Linked DNA regions of Mus musculus: region 2 is linked to region 1. Evidence: chromatin contacts called from public promoter capture Hi-C data. All regions are on one chromosome and are shown on one strand. Each heading gives the region's core, a stretch centred on a gene start, on an enhancer-like site or on the middle of the called end of the contact. The rest is flanking DNA. Distances are from core to core; before and after follow the strand shown. Region 1 holds the start of Etv3l (ets variant 3-like). Region 2 holds the start of 4632404H12Rik (RIKEN cDNA 4632404H12 gene).

Evidence for each region. Promoter capture Hi-C pulls out the DNA fragments that hold promoters and counts their contacts.
Region 2: a promoter capture Hi-C map of liver shows a contact between it and region 1, with 5 times the contacts expected there. The contact joins the promoter of 4632404H12Rik here to the promoter of Etv3l in region 1. A contact is called at or near these places in 2 of 39 promoter capture datasets (liver and pre-B cells).

Annotation. Positions count from the first base shown.
Region 1 is chr3:87,544,813-87,552,249 of GRCm38.p6, forward strand. It overlaps Etv3l (ets variant 3-like), which reads left to right and starts at 5,245. Exons shown (of 6, transcript NM_001370856.1): 1 at 5,245-5,423.
Region 2 is chr3:89,769,541-89,777,126 of GRCm38.p6, forward strand. It overlaps 4632404H12Rik (RIKEN cDNA 4632404H12 gene), which reads right to left and starts at 3,860. Exons shown (of 2, transcript NR_130957.1): 1 at 2,962-3,860; 2 at 1-22. It overlaps Ube2q1 (ubiquitin-conjugating enzyme E2Q family member 1), which reads left to right and starts at 4,069. Exons shown (of 13, transcript NM_027315.4): 1 at 4,069-4,498; 2 at 6,537-6,641; 3 at 6,972-7,076. The coding sequence starts at 4,172.

The DNA.
Region 1 (7,437 bases), core at 3,995-6,494:
CATCCAAGCAGCCCTGCCTAAAACACAAGGCACTGCCTCTGGGAGCACCTGGCAGGGCCACAGGGACAGCTGCCTCCATGAGCTCTCAAAAGTGTCAGCAGTAGCCTAGGGGACCAAGACACCCTTAAAGTCCCACTCAACACTTCACCTGAGAACTCAGTTTAGGAAGTGGATGCTGGTGCTGCTGCCTCCAGACAGCTTAAATCCTGAAGGTTCTGCCAAGGCCTCAGTTCCCATAAACACTTCATCAGCCACTACAACAGGGACAGACAGCAGAGGCTGGAAGCTCCTGTCTGAGCAGGTAGGTCATTTAGCCTTCCAGAGACTTCTGCAGTCTCCTTTGTGCTCCCCTGGGGTGCTCCCTTGTGATGCTCCTCTGGGGTGCTCCCTTGTGATGCTCCTCTGGGGTGCTCCCTTGTGATGCTCCCCTGGGGTGCTCCCCTGTGAGGCCCAGTGCAGCAAACTCTTAGAGCAGACAGGACTAAGGAGGAGTACAGAGAACTAAGGCCTCTTTCCTGCCCTCACCCCAGACAACGTCCAAAGCTGGCAGAGCAGGCCACAGGGCTGCAAGCTTACAGTCTCTCAGGAGGCAAGGGACACAAATTCAAGGCTAGCCTGGTCTTATATGCTAAGATCTGATACCCCTCCTGCCACCCCACCCCCCCCAAATCAAAGTGCTGGAGATCAAGAGGGAGCCCTCATCAGCATGCCAAGCACTGGAGGAGCTGGAAGGCCACTGGGAGCACAGTGACTTTATCCAGACCCTCCTAGGTCAGGAACCAGTACTGCCACCCTCTCAGAACCTCCGCTTTCCCCCCATCCACCTGTCCCTCACTCAGGACCTCAGGGCCCTGACCTGTCTTCTTTGAGGAAGGGAACCACCAGGCAGAGACAGGGAAGGGCTTGAAGGCAGGCACCAGAGCGTGAACTGACTGACCCACCCCCCTTCACTCTGGCCAGCACAGTGTCAGCGGAGATGTGTAGGAGGGATGGGGGAGTACTGACCAGGCCCTGTGCCTGCAGACTACCAGGTAAGCATCCTCACACTCTGACATTGCTTGCCCCCCCAGGAACTAGCACAGCCCCCCCCTACAGTGTTCCTGAGTGGGGACAACCCACCACACTTTCTGTAGCTTCCTCTCTCAGTGCCTTAGGGAAACTCCTCCTACTACTGCCCTGGTGGTCTTTCCAGTTCTTCCTCTATCCAAACACCTTGACCTCTCGGTTGCCCGTCTTCTCAGCCTTTCCTCTGTCCTTCCTTCGCAGCTACCTGCACTTCCGTTCACTAGCTTCCGAGTCAGCTCTTAGCCCTGGGAAAGCAGGGTGGTTGAGTGCCCTGCAGGATGCTGCCTGACTGACCAGGTTGGGGCAGGGTTTTCCTTGAGTACTGGGATTCCAGCATCATTTCCCCAGTGTCCAAGAGACAAAGACAGGCCAGATACAAATCCACAAACACCCACAGTCTCTGAGACAAAGCACGCTGCAGACAGCCACCGAAACCCAGACCTCACGCTCAAAGCTTATGTGGGGCTCACACACCCACGTGTGACAGGCATGCGTGGACAGACAGGCACACAGACACTGGAAACACAAAAGCTGACACAGACACCCACGTACACAAATACAGCCCCAGGCAGACAGCCACAGAGGAATGCATGCGCATTTCACTATGACTTGTCACACTCATAGACCTACTGAGGCAGACAGTTGAATTCAGACACCCACACTGGACCCAACCCTCCTACTGACACAGGAACACAAAGAGGCTTCCATCTGTGCCCCGGGGGAGCCAGTCCACACACTCCAAGTCTGTCCCTGTTCCCACTGGTAAGGCAGGGGCCTGGGCAGGCACACAGGATCCTCCAACAGCCCGCAGAGCTGGGCCACAGCAACCTCCTCTCTCGGCAGCAGTGGGGGCGAGAAGTGTGAATGAAATAGGTTTATTACTGGGAGTCTGTTGCCTCGATTGGAATCGATCCCACATGTCACCTTCTATTGCTGCTAATGGGATTTGAAGGGTCTCCAGTCCCCAGGACACCACTGGCCTGCAGCGCCAGCTCCCCTCACCCTCTCATCCACCTCCCTGGCCTGACAGCCCCTGCATCTCCCTCTCCTCTGTACCTCCTTCCTTCCCTTGGCCATCTCTGGCCACCTAGGGTCTCCATTCTTTATCAAGAGCGTGTCTTCCTTTCTGAATCCATTGAGGCCACATCCTTGTCTCATCCTTGACTTGGACACAGGGAAGGAGTCACTGGGCGGGGCCCCTATTTCTCCAACAGATGGCCAAATGTACTTCTAAGTGTGTCTGCTGTGATGACTAAGCTGGCCAGACAAGCCCCCCAGGAATCCCAATGGATCCTCAGAACTTCACTCCACCAGGCTGGGGAGAGGAGTCTTGCCTCCTTTCCTATTGCTCTAGGAAGGAAAGGGTGGCCTGCACTCCCATTCCCAAGCCATGGAGAAGCTTTGCCCAAGGTCTGAGCCATGCAGGGCTTACCTCCATGGAGGGATTTTACCAACCCCACATCAAAGCAAAAGTGAGGAAGTCCGGGAGCCCTGTGGAGGTGAGAGGACTGTACCTGAATCAGATTAATTCCAAGCCTTGGGGCCCAGCATGGCTGAAAGGAAGCGTCCCTCCCATCCACCTCATCCCCCTGTGCCCAGCTCAGCCCCATCCAACCTCAAGCCATCAGGACTGTCTCTTACCCCCAAGAGGCAGGCTTCTACACCACTCCTGCAATCAGCGTAGGCCGGTTATTGTATCACCAAGCCGGGGCAACTGAGAGGAGTGAGCAGACAGGAGAGCTGTCAGCATGGATATTCTTGGAGATGAATTTGACATTTTGGTTGGTTGGGTCATTGGTTTTTGTTTTGTTTTGTTTTCAGACAGGTTCTCATGGAGACTCAGCTAGCGTCAAACTCAATATGTAGCCTAGGCTAGCCTCAAACTCAATATGTAGCCCTGGCTAAGCTTGCCCTCCTGATTCTCTAACCGTCATGTCTCAAGGCTGGGATAACAGGTGTGGGCCACCAGACCTAGCTCACTTTGTTTGGAGGTTTTTGTTTTTCCCTATGGTTCTAAGGATTGAACCCAGGGCTTTCCGTATGCTAGGCAAACCCTCTCCCACACAGCTCCTCCCCAACATTATCTTTCCTCTTTATTTTGAGACAAGATCTTGATAAGTTCTACAGGCTGGACTCAAAACTCACTGTGTAGGCCAAGGTAGCCTTGAACTTGTGATCCTCCTGCCTCAGCTTCCCACAGTGCTAGGATTATAGGCATAAATCACCACACTCCACATATTTTAAACCATCTTAAAACCCCCAACCAAGTTGGCATTTTCAAGTGTACACTTGAAATCTCACCTGGATGCTGAGGCAGGAGCATTGTCATGAATTCAGAGCCAGCAAGGGCCATACTCAGCTAGGATGAGGTCCTGTTTCTAGAACTGAAAAAACATGAATGTATTAACTGTGTATGGAGGCCGTGTGAGAAGCTGGGTAGGTAGGTGGATACAGGAGGGGTATGGGTGCCTCCTGGTGTTCTGCTCAGTGACAGGGCCCATTACCCCAGGACTCTGCCCACTTTGCTTTTATCTTGTAGAGGAAACAGCTGGCCAGCTGAGAAACCACCTTCAAGCCCAGTGCCTGGCTGGCTAGTCCACATATAATGACATGGATGGAGCAGGAAGACAGAGACACTGGAGGCTGGCAGCAAGGAGGGCTTCCCTGTCGGGTGTCCAGGAAGATGAGAAGAAGTATGCTGGGGTGGTGACCAAGCAGCAAAGGAGAAGAGATGGAAATACTAAGAAGCAGCCAGCCCCCCTCTCCCCACCCCCCAACTCTCACCCTGGCCTCAGCTTGTGTTCTGTAAGGGACTCTGCACTGTAGTAACAGAGCCTGAAGAGCAGCCTCCTGTCTATGGTGGACAGGAGGCCCAGGCTTCAAACTCTTAAGTGAATGAGCGTAGGTGGGTGATGGCGAGCAAGGGGCAGGCCAGCCTGCTGCACTGCAGACCCAGCACCTACGACAGACAGCAGGATGCTAACTACATCTCCTCTTCCCTTCACCGTGTGTCTCCTCTTGCCCATCACTGTGCGAGGTTACCCTTCCTGCATGGCTCTGGCCTACGGAGCCCTGCCTTCACCAGGACCCTCCCTCCCTCCCTGAGGCCCAGCTCTTGTCTTCCATCAATCAGCCCCTCTCCCACCTGTCCATCACGCTAGCTTCGGTTGATTTAACCAGAAAACAAGCCCAGAATGTAATTCCGTGCCCTCCATCCCATCTCCATCAGCTCAGAAGGCAGTATGCTGAGGGGTGGGGGCATGGCCTCCCAGAGTCAGTGAAGACAGGAAAATCATACTGATACCAACAACATCCATCAGCCTTCTCCCTGCTTGGGGCTGGAAAGCTGAACACAGCCCTGACAGGCTCCAGGGTGGCTTGGTCCCAGGTATCAACCTGAGATCCTGTTCCTTAGGCATCTCAGCTAAGTTCTCATCTCCTCCCCAAGATGTCCTGGGAATTCTAGCCCTTATCTTGTTCCTCACTGAGCTGTCTGATACTCCTGTAGTCACTGTCTCCTAACTGGCTTAGTCTTTAGTTGGAAGTTCTTCCTGTTGTCTAACTTCAAGTCAAATTAGTAAGGTCTTAAAAAAATTTTTTTAATCTCTAGAACCATAAGAGAGTAAACATATTATGTGCCTTTAAATCTTTAGAAAAATGACCTTGAGTAACTATCATGTGGAAGATGGGACTCACTGGTGGAAGAATTTGCCTAGCCATGTCTCCAGTACTAAGGAGTAAGTAAAAAATAATATACTTTAAAATATATTTCATCTATATCATTTTATTCTAGCCAAAGAAGGAAAGTTACAGGTTGTGACAATCTGGCACTAGTGAGTGAGTGAGTGAGTGAGTGAGTGAGTGAGTGAGTGAGTGAGTGAGTGAGTCAGTGAGTCAGTGAGTGAGTGAGTGAGAGCGCATCTCAAGCAAAGGCTGGAGTCACGTTTAAGTCTGGGAGGTATGAGGTCAGTTTTTAGATCTGAACTCCGATCTCCACAGAATGCTACACAAGAAAGAATGGATGGCTAGACAACTCGCAGGACGTCCCAGCAGGTCAGTAACCTTGAGAAGAATTGAAAAGGAGGAAGTGTCCCTAGCAGGTACTTTAGGAGCCAGCCACCCCACAGGAAGAGCCCCTACTCTGCTGCAAGGTGGACACATGTGTGGGGTGTCTGTATAAGGCATCGAGCCGTGCCACTGGCTCTCAAAGGGTTAATGGTGCTGTCTGCAAACGACCTTGGCTCCCCTGGGAGCTTGGAGATCCCCGCTCTCATTTTAAGTAACCCTAACGCGATGAGCAAGGGCAAGGAGCGAGTCAGAAGGAACCAGACTGCGCGCAGAATTGATGATCCAAAGCGGTAAGCCATCCTGGCAGGTCTGAGACGGGGGCTCCTCTGTGCACCCGGATATGGAGCCAGTTATGGGACAGTTGGGAAGTGGGGCGGAAGGAGCTGAAGCCCACAGGTGTGGCGAGGCTTTTCTTTCTCCAGAGGAATGGCACAGAGCTGGAGTTGTGTGCTCAGGGCAGAGAGCTTTCCGGCATCTGTGGGAGGATGTCACAGGGACACTGGTTCAGTGTAGCAGGGAGTTCTTCTATGAAGGTGGGGCCAGTATCTACTATCTGGAACAGACAAGACTCTGGGGTGAATGATGAGCAAATAACCAAGCTCTCAGCCAACTTCTCATCCTGCTAGCCTTGTGGGTCCTTAGGAGCCATGCCCCTGCCCAGGCTCATTGCTCCAGGGCACGGGTTGGGGTGGGGGTGGGGGTTTCGGGGGACGACGATAGTCGGGTCGGTCGGGGGTAAAAGGCCAGTTGTTGAGGCTGACTGGGGAGCAGATGGAGGCAGCCGAGTTGGGGAGCATCACGGAGTGGGTGGAGACAGGACAGAGAATTCCTCCTGAGCCTGGCAGGATGAACTAAAGGGATGCATGCCTCTGGTGGGGCAAGAGGGTTCTGCTCCATCCACCTGCCCCTCTTCCTTTCTCACACCGTTTCCCAAAGTACTAGGGCCAAGAATCCTGACGTATGAGAGCCCTTATGGTAGTGAGCACAGATGCAGGCTAGAGAGGCAGGTGCGATGCCAAGAGAAAGTTTCAAACTCTCTCCAAGCCCTGGGTCAGGGTCGGGGTGGAGGGGGTTTGATCTCTCTGGCTTTGTCAAAGGACAGTGGAGCCTCCTGGGCATAGAGACTCAAGCACAGAATCAGCTGAGAGAGCTTCAGACTTGATAGAAAGTGAAGGGCTCAGGTCTAGCCTGGAGGTCTGGGCTAGATGTAGACACGGGATTGGTTTTTATGGACGGAGGCCTTGGATGCTGGGATGCAGGGTTGCGGGCTACCTCTGCTTGCTGCCGGGTTTTCCGGCTGATCTAACGCCCTGCCCTGGGCAGTGATGAGCTCACCCAGCTCAACTGTTTGCTGGAACTTTCATCTCCTGCCTGCCTTGCCCTGCTGCCCCCTTAGTGCCTGCTGCACGGGATTTCTTGTTCCTGGTGGGGAGACTAAGGGCCGGGGTGGGATGTTCGGGAGGCTTCCCTAAGGAACATTGGATAAGAATATGATGAATGAGACCAGCACTGTGGGAAGAGAGTGGGCACCAGAGGCAGTTGTGGAAAGGGAGCAGCCCAGGGTAGGGGGAGACAGAAAAGGGCGGGCAAGAGGCAAAAGTGGCAAAGCCCGCCACACAGAACAGGGCTGGATGATCGGTGGTGAGACTGAGACCAGGAGAGACCAGCCACCCAGACAGGGAGCAGGGGTGAACAGAGACCGCACAGAGCTGAGGAGGGAGCACAGGAAACAGCCCGACAAGAGGAAGCCACAGGTGAGAAGGAAAGCTGGAGGGAAGAGGGAGGGGTGGGGGGAGGGAAGAGGTAGGCTGAAGATCAGAGGAGGGCAGAGCCCCAGACTGAAGCCTGTGACAACCACCTCCATGGCCCATTCCCCTAAGCATCTGTGAGGGGATTTTTCTCTAACCTTCAACAACCCATTCCTACCAGCCCTATGGGAGTTGACATTAAGTGTCTGGGTTTGGAGTTCTAAACCTTAGGCCACAGGGGTGGGGCTGCCACCAGAGGCTAGGTGGAGATCTAAGACCCATGATGGAGGGGCTGAGGGAGCCTCTCCCCAAAGGTGCCATCCCCAAGAGAGGGAGGAATACCAGGTCAGGGAAGAAGGGAAAGGACGTGAGTAGAGGCAGAAAGGCGCTGGCTGCTTCCCCACCATCCCCAGCTGCTCCACCCATCCCCATTCAAAGCCTTCGCTAATATCAGCAGCAGCCTCAGAGCCAGCGTCCCCACCTGCCAAGAGCCAGGGCAGAGATGGGAGGTTTCCAGTCAGACTGGGGAGGGAAGGAAGGAGAAGCGGCCTTTCCA
Region 2 (7,586 bases), core at 2,610-5,109, 2.2 Mb after region 1:
AGGACAAATCCAGGGGTGGCTTCTGGAAATGGACAGCAGAGATTGAACAAAGGGCAGGGCTTATATAGGATTTCTCAGGGGCTAGAACTTTTCGGGCAGATTTCCAATGTGAGGATTGGTGGGATTTCAAGTCCTACGCTTGGGGAAGATCAGGGATTGGTGGGGAGGTTAGCGAGGAGGCAGTGCCACTGTGGACAGCTCCTGCAGTAACTTCTTCCTTTAATGTTAATTTTATGATGGCCACAGGCTGAGGCAGGAAAGAAGGCACTGTCACCGTGGACAGCTCCTGTGGTAATGCTCATGACAGCAGGTGAGGTGTTGTGGTGCGGCCATTTTGAAAACTCTTGTGGTGGTATGACACGGCAGCTGAGGGCTGGAAAGAAGGGCTGAAGTTTGACAGCTCTTACAGTGCACCACTCGGGGACTATAGGGCTGCTAAGAAGTTAAAACAACTGGTTACTGTTTGTAAGAAAAGCAGACATTAGAAAAAAATTAAAACAGTTTATACTCTGCCATTGAGGTAACCCTACAATCCCGATTTCTCTTCCTTATTTTTTTTTTAAGACAGGGTCTGTGTAGCTTAGGCTGGCATCAAATTCATGATCTTCCTGTCTCAGCATCCTGAGTGCTGGATCCCCTCCTTTGTCTTAGAATTTATGCCTTTCTTCCTAACCTCCTTCCACTTCAGAACCAAACCTTGGTTTCCCACAAAGCTCAGCTCTGTTAGTGCTGCTACTGATATTTGCTTCCACAGCTTAAGGCTCTGTTGACCTTTCAATCTTCCCAGTTCTTACAATAAGCTCAAATCCCTAAACGCTCCAAGATCTGGTCTTTGCCTGCCCTACCTCCATCATTCTCCTCTATTCTAGACCAATTATTCTTCTGTTCCTTCAGTTTGATAATCTTTCCTTAAAACCCTGTGTGCCATTGTGATGGCTAAGGAAACTGCATTCTGTACCAGGTACTTCTTTGATACCCACTGGCAGAGCTCTGCCCTAAAGTTCTGAAAGATGAACTCCTAGCAAACTCCACCCTCCACAGAATGGTGTAACTGCTGTGAAATGATTAACAGCTTGCCCTGGCTTCTGTAAACCCACTTATCACTGTTTTCAGAGGTATCCCCTTTAGAGCTGTGAATAAGGGGAAAGAGACGGTGCCTCACATAGCTGAGGGAAGTTAAGAACTTTCTTACACAGCTACAAGTTCCACAGAAGCAAGATAATGGTCATCTCCACCTTCAAAAAAATCCTTCTCTTAACCCCTTGTTGGCAGCATGCCTTTGATGTGGCTTTAAAGTGGCTTTAAAACCCCACTTGCAGTTTTAATAAATCTAATTGTAATTTGAATTGAGTTTGTAGCCTTTGCTGGTGTTCTCACACTCTGTAACTTGAGACATGTCAGCTCTTGCTCCACCCGTGCTACTCACTCTTCAGAAATGAGTGTCCTTCATTCAGAACTCCTTTCCAGATGGCTAGTCTTCCCCTCTGAGGCACTTACTACAGCTAAAAGTCAGTGCCTGAGTGTGTCTCTGTGCATTAAATGTCTGCTTTGCTTAGTTTGTATTTATTGTTAGGAGGGGCAAAGGCCATGGCATGGTGTGTGAAAATCAGAGGACAGCTTTGTGGAGTCTATGCTCTTCTACTTTTTTGGGTACCTAACATTATTAAACTCAAGACACTAGGCTTGTGTGGCATCTGACTGGCCCAAGTGTCTGATTTCCTGTCAGGTTGAGAAAATAAGGACTGAATCTGTTTCATTTAATGCTGTTTCTTCAGTGTATCATACACAGTAGGTGCTCAGTAAATATTTGTCCATTTCCCACATTTAACAAGGCAGTTTGTTTTGTAGATTCTGGTTTTATAATTTCTATTTTCCTTAATATGAATTCCATGAGGGTAGGTTGTTTTTAATCACTTGCCTCTGCATTCACTAAATAAATATATCTACTTCATTTCCAGTTCAGATGGCAACCACACTCATGCCCAATTATCTTAGGTATGATTTTACATGAAGCTTAGCAGCAACCAAAAGAGCTGAGATGCTGAGTGAAGTAGCAATAGAAGGCACCATGCCCCACTGACCTTGACTTCTGGGTTTCTCAATGACAAAGCATAGCATGGATGAGGCCCTGGGCTCAATCTTCAGGACAATAAGTAAATGTATACATTTAAAACTTGTATATGGGGTTGGGGACATGGAAGACCTAAAGTTCCAGTTCCTTGGGTAAGGGCTAAAGGTCATGTGATCTGTGAAAAGTTCTAAAAGGAAGTGTGTGGGGCTAGTAGAATAGGGGAGTTGAGCAAGGTGGTGCATGTGTGCCTATAAGTTAAGCACTGGGAAGCTAAGACAAGAGAATAAGATTCAGGCCAGCCTGGACTATATAGCAAGACCCTGACAATAACAATAAAGGAAGCAGGCAAGCAGACAGAACAGGGTAAAGGACGTGGAGACAGACTTAGAAGTTCTGCTCAGTATCTATACATCCTGACCTTTATCTGTAAAATACAGGTTAAAGCACTCACCTTGCAATGGTGTTAAGGGTTAGAAATATTTGCTTAGTATTCCTGGCTTGGGGAATGCTTGATAAATTAGACTTTTTACAATTACTCTTTTTGTGTGTGATGATGGGGGAGGGTGTCAAATTTGGAGCTTCTACTAGCTAAGCAAGCATTCTACCACACCCTCAGCCCTTATTTATTAGTTATTTGGCCGAGAAAGGAGTTTACTAAGTTATCCAGGTAGGCCTTGGCCTTCTGACTCTCCTAGATAGTTGCGACTACAACCCTGTTCTGCTAGGACTGGCTTACCCTAGTATTTTATGCTTCCAGCTTGTGGACATAGGCACAAAGATGGTATGCAGCTAAATGTTCAGGCTGCTCTGGTCATTAGAAAAACCAGCCCCACCCACACACCCACACTCATCCCCCCAGGCTCAAAGAACACGAATTTCTTAAAACATACGGAGTTAAACTTGGCCTAGTAAAGCTTTCTGCTAACATCACTGAGTGAATCAGTAGCCCAGCACCAAGGTACAGTCAGCTTCCAAAAAACATAGAGGTGGTGACGGTAGACGGGCCAACGGCTCACATGATGAATTGGTCCCAAACCCATCAGGCCTTACAACATCCTGGCACCTGCCAGTTTGCAGCTCTGGGTTTCAGGACCCTCCGTTGTCCTTTGTGATAGTGCCACCTAGTGGGAACGACGAGGTACTGCCGCAAACTTCAAGCCCCGTTCAGGATCAGTGCGACGAGGTGGGAAGAAGAATAGCAGGTAGGCGTGGGTGTCGTCTATGCAACCCCTAGCTTAGTACTCTGCACTCACACATAACGAAGCCCTGTGATTCTGTGGAGGAAGCCGCACCATCTGTCCCCTCAGACGTAGCTGACCAGCGACCATACTCGATACTTCAGTATCCCTGCACAGAGCCTTTGGGAACAGGCTAAAGAGGCCTCCCCGTCTTGTACAGTGCCATTGTTGTGATGGAGAAACTGAGGCTCCCCAGGAGCGTAGATAACCCAAGGTCACACACCATAGAGGAACCGCAGGGAGATCCAAGTCCGTTTCTCCGACCGTAGCGAAAGGCGCCTTCCCGCCGCAGACGCGGAGGCCGGTGACCCGGCCCGACGACCCCCATGGGAATACAGGACAGACACGGCCATGCGCCGCACGCGGGGGCCGCGGGACGCAAGCAGGAAGCCAGAGTCCCGCGCGGGGAGCCCCTGGGAACACAGGCACCGGCCACGTGACAAGAGACGCCGGCCATGTGACAGGGAAGCGCTGGCAAAGGCCCCCCGGTGCACGGTCACGCACGACGCACGTACACGCACGGAAGCGCTTCGAGCAGCGAGGCGAGGGCCTAGGGTCACATGTGGAGGGTGACAGGCGCGGGCCGGGGGGCGGGAAAGACGCGCGGATCACGTGCCGGGGGCCGGAGCTCAGAGGTCACGTGAGGCCGGAGGCGGGGCCGCCGCGGAGGGGGAGGGGCGCGCGGCTTCCGGCGGCCGTGGGGGGGGTGGGCCGGCGAGCGGAGGGGGCCTGTCCCGGAGGTGGCGGCGGCGCCATCTTGGCGAAGGGGGGATCAGGAAGTGCGGACCGCGGCGGCGGCGGAGCCCGGAGCGGAGGCCGGAGGCTCCCGGCCCGCCGGCCCCGGAGCGGAGCGGAGCGGAGGATGCAGCAGCCGCAGCCGCAGGGGCAGCAGCAGCCGGGGCCGGGGCAGCAACTGGGGGTCCAGGGGGCGGCGCCGGGGGCCGGGGGCGGCCCGGGAGGGGGCCCGGGGCCAGGGCCCTGCCTGAGGCGGGAGCTGAAGCTGCTCGAGTCCATCTTCCACCGCGGCCACGAGCGCTTCCGCATTGCCAGCGCCTGCCTGGACGAGCTGAGCTGCGAGTTCCTGCTGGCCGGAGCCGGAGGGGCCGGGGCCGGGGCTGCGCCCGGACCCCATCTCCCCTCCCGGGGATCGGTGCCGGGGGACCCCGTCCGCATCCACTGCAACATCACGGTGAGGACCTCGCTTGCGCCACGCTGGGGGTCCCTTGTCTGGTGATCGAAATCACACCATACAACCTCCTGCTCTCGAAGGACCCGGAGGCCAGAGCCCCCCTCTTGGTGCTTGGCTCCTTCTCTCCAGGCTACACTTGTTTCTTCAGCTTGAGGTTCTGTGGTGCAGTCACAGTCTCTACTGTTGACCCCTGAGAGCAAGGGACATCGGGACATGTGGCCCCTCAACCACCTCCTCCTATGAATCCACCCACACCTCAGGTTTTATGATTTTGGCTCCTTCTGCTTACTCCTCCACAACTTTACCATGTCACCTAGAAATGACCCATTCTTCTCCCCACCCCAACTCTAATAAGATTCCAGGCCTGTGCTGGAAGGACGTAGCCTGGAACTCAGCCCGGTTCCATAATGACCCTTCTCAGTAGTTCTTTCCACTTATATGTACCCACCTGTAGGCTCCCTGCCTAGGCATCCCTCGTACAACCCCTCTTTGCTCCCTGAATTTCACTAAAGAATAGTGCCGTTCATTGACCCCACGTTGGATCTCCTCTTACTAACTCTGGTGTAACTAACCTTTAATTCCTCTTTTTGCCTTGGCTCGTAGCAGCTTTGCCACTTCCTCCCCACTCCTGGGGTCACATCTGCTTATCCTAGGTGACTGTCACCTTTTCTGGTGGTGACAGCAATGTGTGTTTTGAGCGGCAGCAGTGCCATCGCTCCCCAGTAGGCATCGTTCCATCCTACCTATCCTTGGTCAGGAGGCATCTTCCATGCGTCCTGCCTTATTTTATTCCCTAGTGTCCCTTGAGGAAATTGTTGGGTGCAATTTTATAACAGCTGGTACTGCGCGATACAGTGCTCACGTTGTTGGATAACGCCCACTGTAATGGTCTTGTCCCTCCTGGAGCACCTTTATCCACACTGGAAACGGGAGTTGCCTGGGGGGAAGACAGACGTGAATTTTGTGGTTCTTGGAGGCTTTGATTCATTTTTTTTTTCATGGTGTTTTCTAGCCCTTTCTGCCACCAAACCAGGTCGTGGTTTGGTGAGGTAACTTTGGGAGTGGAGTAATAATGAGATACTTGAGTTTTGATGGGGCCTCATCTATCCCAGCTGAGGCTTACCTCACCAAGCTAGGACCACCAGGAGTGGCTCAGTCAAGTAAAGATTGTAGCATCTTTGGTACTGTTTTTCCTGCAGCACTGGTTAGAGCTGTGGCATCGCTAAGATCCCCAGTAGAAGTGGGTAAGGCTTCCTTGGCATGTGTTGAAACATCAAAGATTGGATTTTGCTAAGTGGATTCACTTACGGGTAGGTTTGCCTCCTCCAGCTGCTTCCTTTCGGTTGCCAAGGCCATCTACTATCTTTGTCTTTGGGGGTTCTCAGCTGCAGTGCCCATGGCCCCTCTAAAAGAAACTTGGCCTACACTGGCCCTCTTGCCTTGGGCAGAGGAGGGGAGTCTGTTCAGGCTCCTGTGGCATGGTGGCTCAGGAATGCTGGGAATGCCAGTAGCATAGGCTCTGTTCTCCCAGCCCATGCCTGGGCTCAGGATGAGGGCAGGTTCCTGAGGGAGCGGTAGGGAGAATGGGTCTTAGAGGGACTCTGGGGGGTGGGGGTGGATCTTGCTACTAGCTTTGGAGACTATTTTATTAGTTCCTTCTCCCCTGGTGGCTACAAGCCTGCATTTTTCACATCAGTGTGACTGTTATGAGGTGATCTTCCCTCCCCTGAGTTTGGAAACACTGAAGGAGTCTGGCCTGGTGTGGGAGAACTTGGAGTGTGGCAGGCAGGCAGGCAGGACAGTAGAGCCAGAGCTTCCTTTACTGTCTTCAGCTTTCCCTGGTTTGTACTCTGAGAGGAAGAGAGTCCGCAGGTTGCTTCTTGGGTATGGTCCTTCCAGGCTAGTTTTCTAGGGAAGCTGAGGTTATAAGTGTAGGACATGGTGGTGGGAAGAAAGGAACCAGAAGAAGGAAGGCTAGGCAAAAACTGGTTTCTCGTAAAGTTTCTCATTGTGACCACTCTTCCTGTTTCCCCCTCAGGAATCATACCCTGCTGTGCCCCCCATCTGGTCGGTGGAGTCCGATGACCCTAACTTGGCTGCTGTCTTGGAGAGGCTGGTGGACATAAAGAAAGGGAATACTTTGGTGAGGGGGGCAGTGGGGAGGAATGTGTGTGTTCCTGAAGAGGCTTCAGCAACTAACGTTCCCTGTGAGGCAGCTAGTTTTGAAGAGTGGGTGGTGCCCCAGGTGGAATGTCTTGGACCTTACTTCTTAGGAGAGTTGCCTACTGAAGCCAGAGGGGGCAGAGTCCTGTAGCAGCTCCAGGATAGGTCCACTAGGGAAAGTCATTCCTATAACCACAAGGTCCATCCAGTGTAGAGAACCAGCCACCATTTTGAGATCTAAGCTAAAAGCTCATCCATGCAGCTATCCAGATTGTAGTAGGAAAGACGTATTTAATGTCTCTCCCCCCAGCTCTTGCAGCATCTGAAGAGGATCATCTCTGACCTGTGTAAACTCTACAACCTCCCTCAGCATCCTGATGTGGAAATGCTGGATCAGCCCTTGCCAGCAGAGCAGGTATGCAGCTGAGGAATGGGCTTTGGGTCCTGTGGCTGTCACCCCAAAGAGTGCTTAAGAAATACTTGGTAATTGAAACAGAGCTGCAGTAGCTCCTTCCCACCCCCACCGCTCCCAAACACACATGTGATTCTCAGCCGCTTTCTTCTCCAGATGGGAATCTAGCTAAATGGGACACTACTCACTGCTTCTGCCCTATCAGAACTCAGCCTCACGGGCAGCATCCCGACGGTTGAGATGAGAGGGAATTTTATTATTGAAGCAATAGCAGTTGATAGCTATTGGAAACCCAGGCCCTTTGCTTAGGATGAGAAATGCACTAGAGCTCTAGAGAAGAGCAAATGAGAGCAGGGTGCTGAGGAAAGGTAAGTTGGGCTCTGCAGAATAGATGGCAAAAGCAGCTATGGCATGTGGTCGGGAGAGAATAATTGGCTGGTATCAAAGTCATCCATGCCTTGGGCTCTTGCTACCACTCAGACCTGGCTGGGGGAGAAACTGGCATCTTTATGG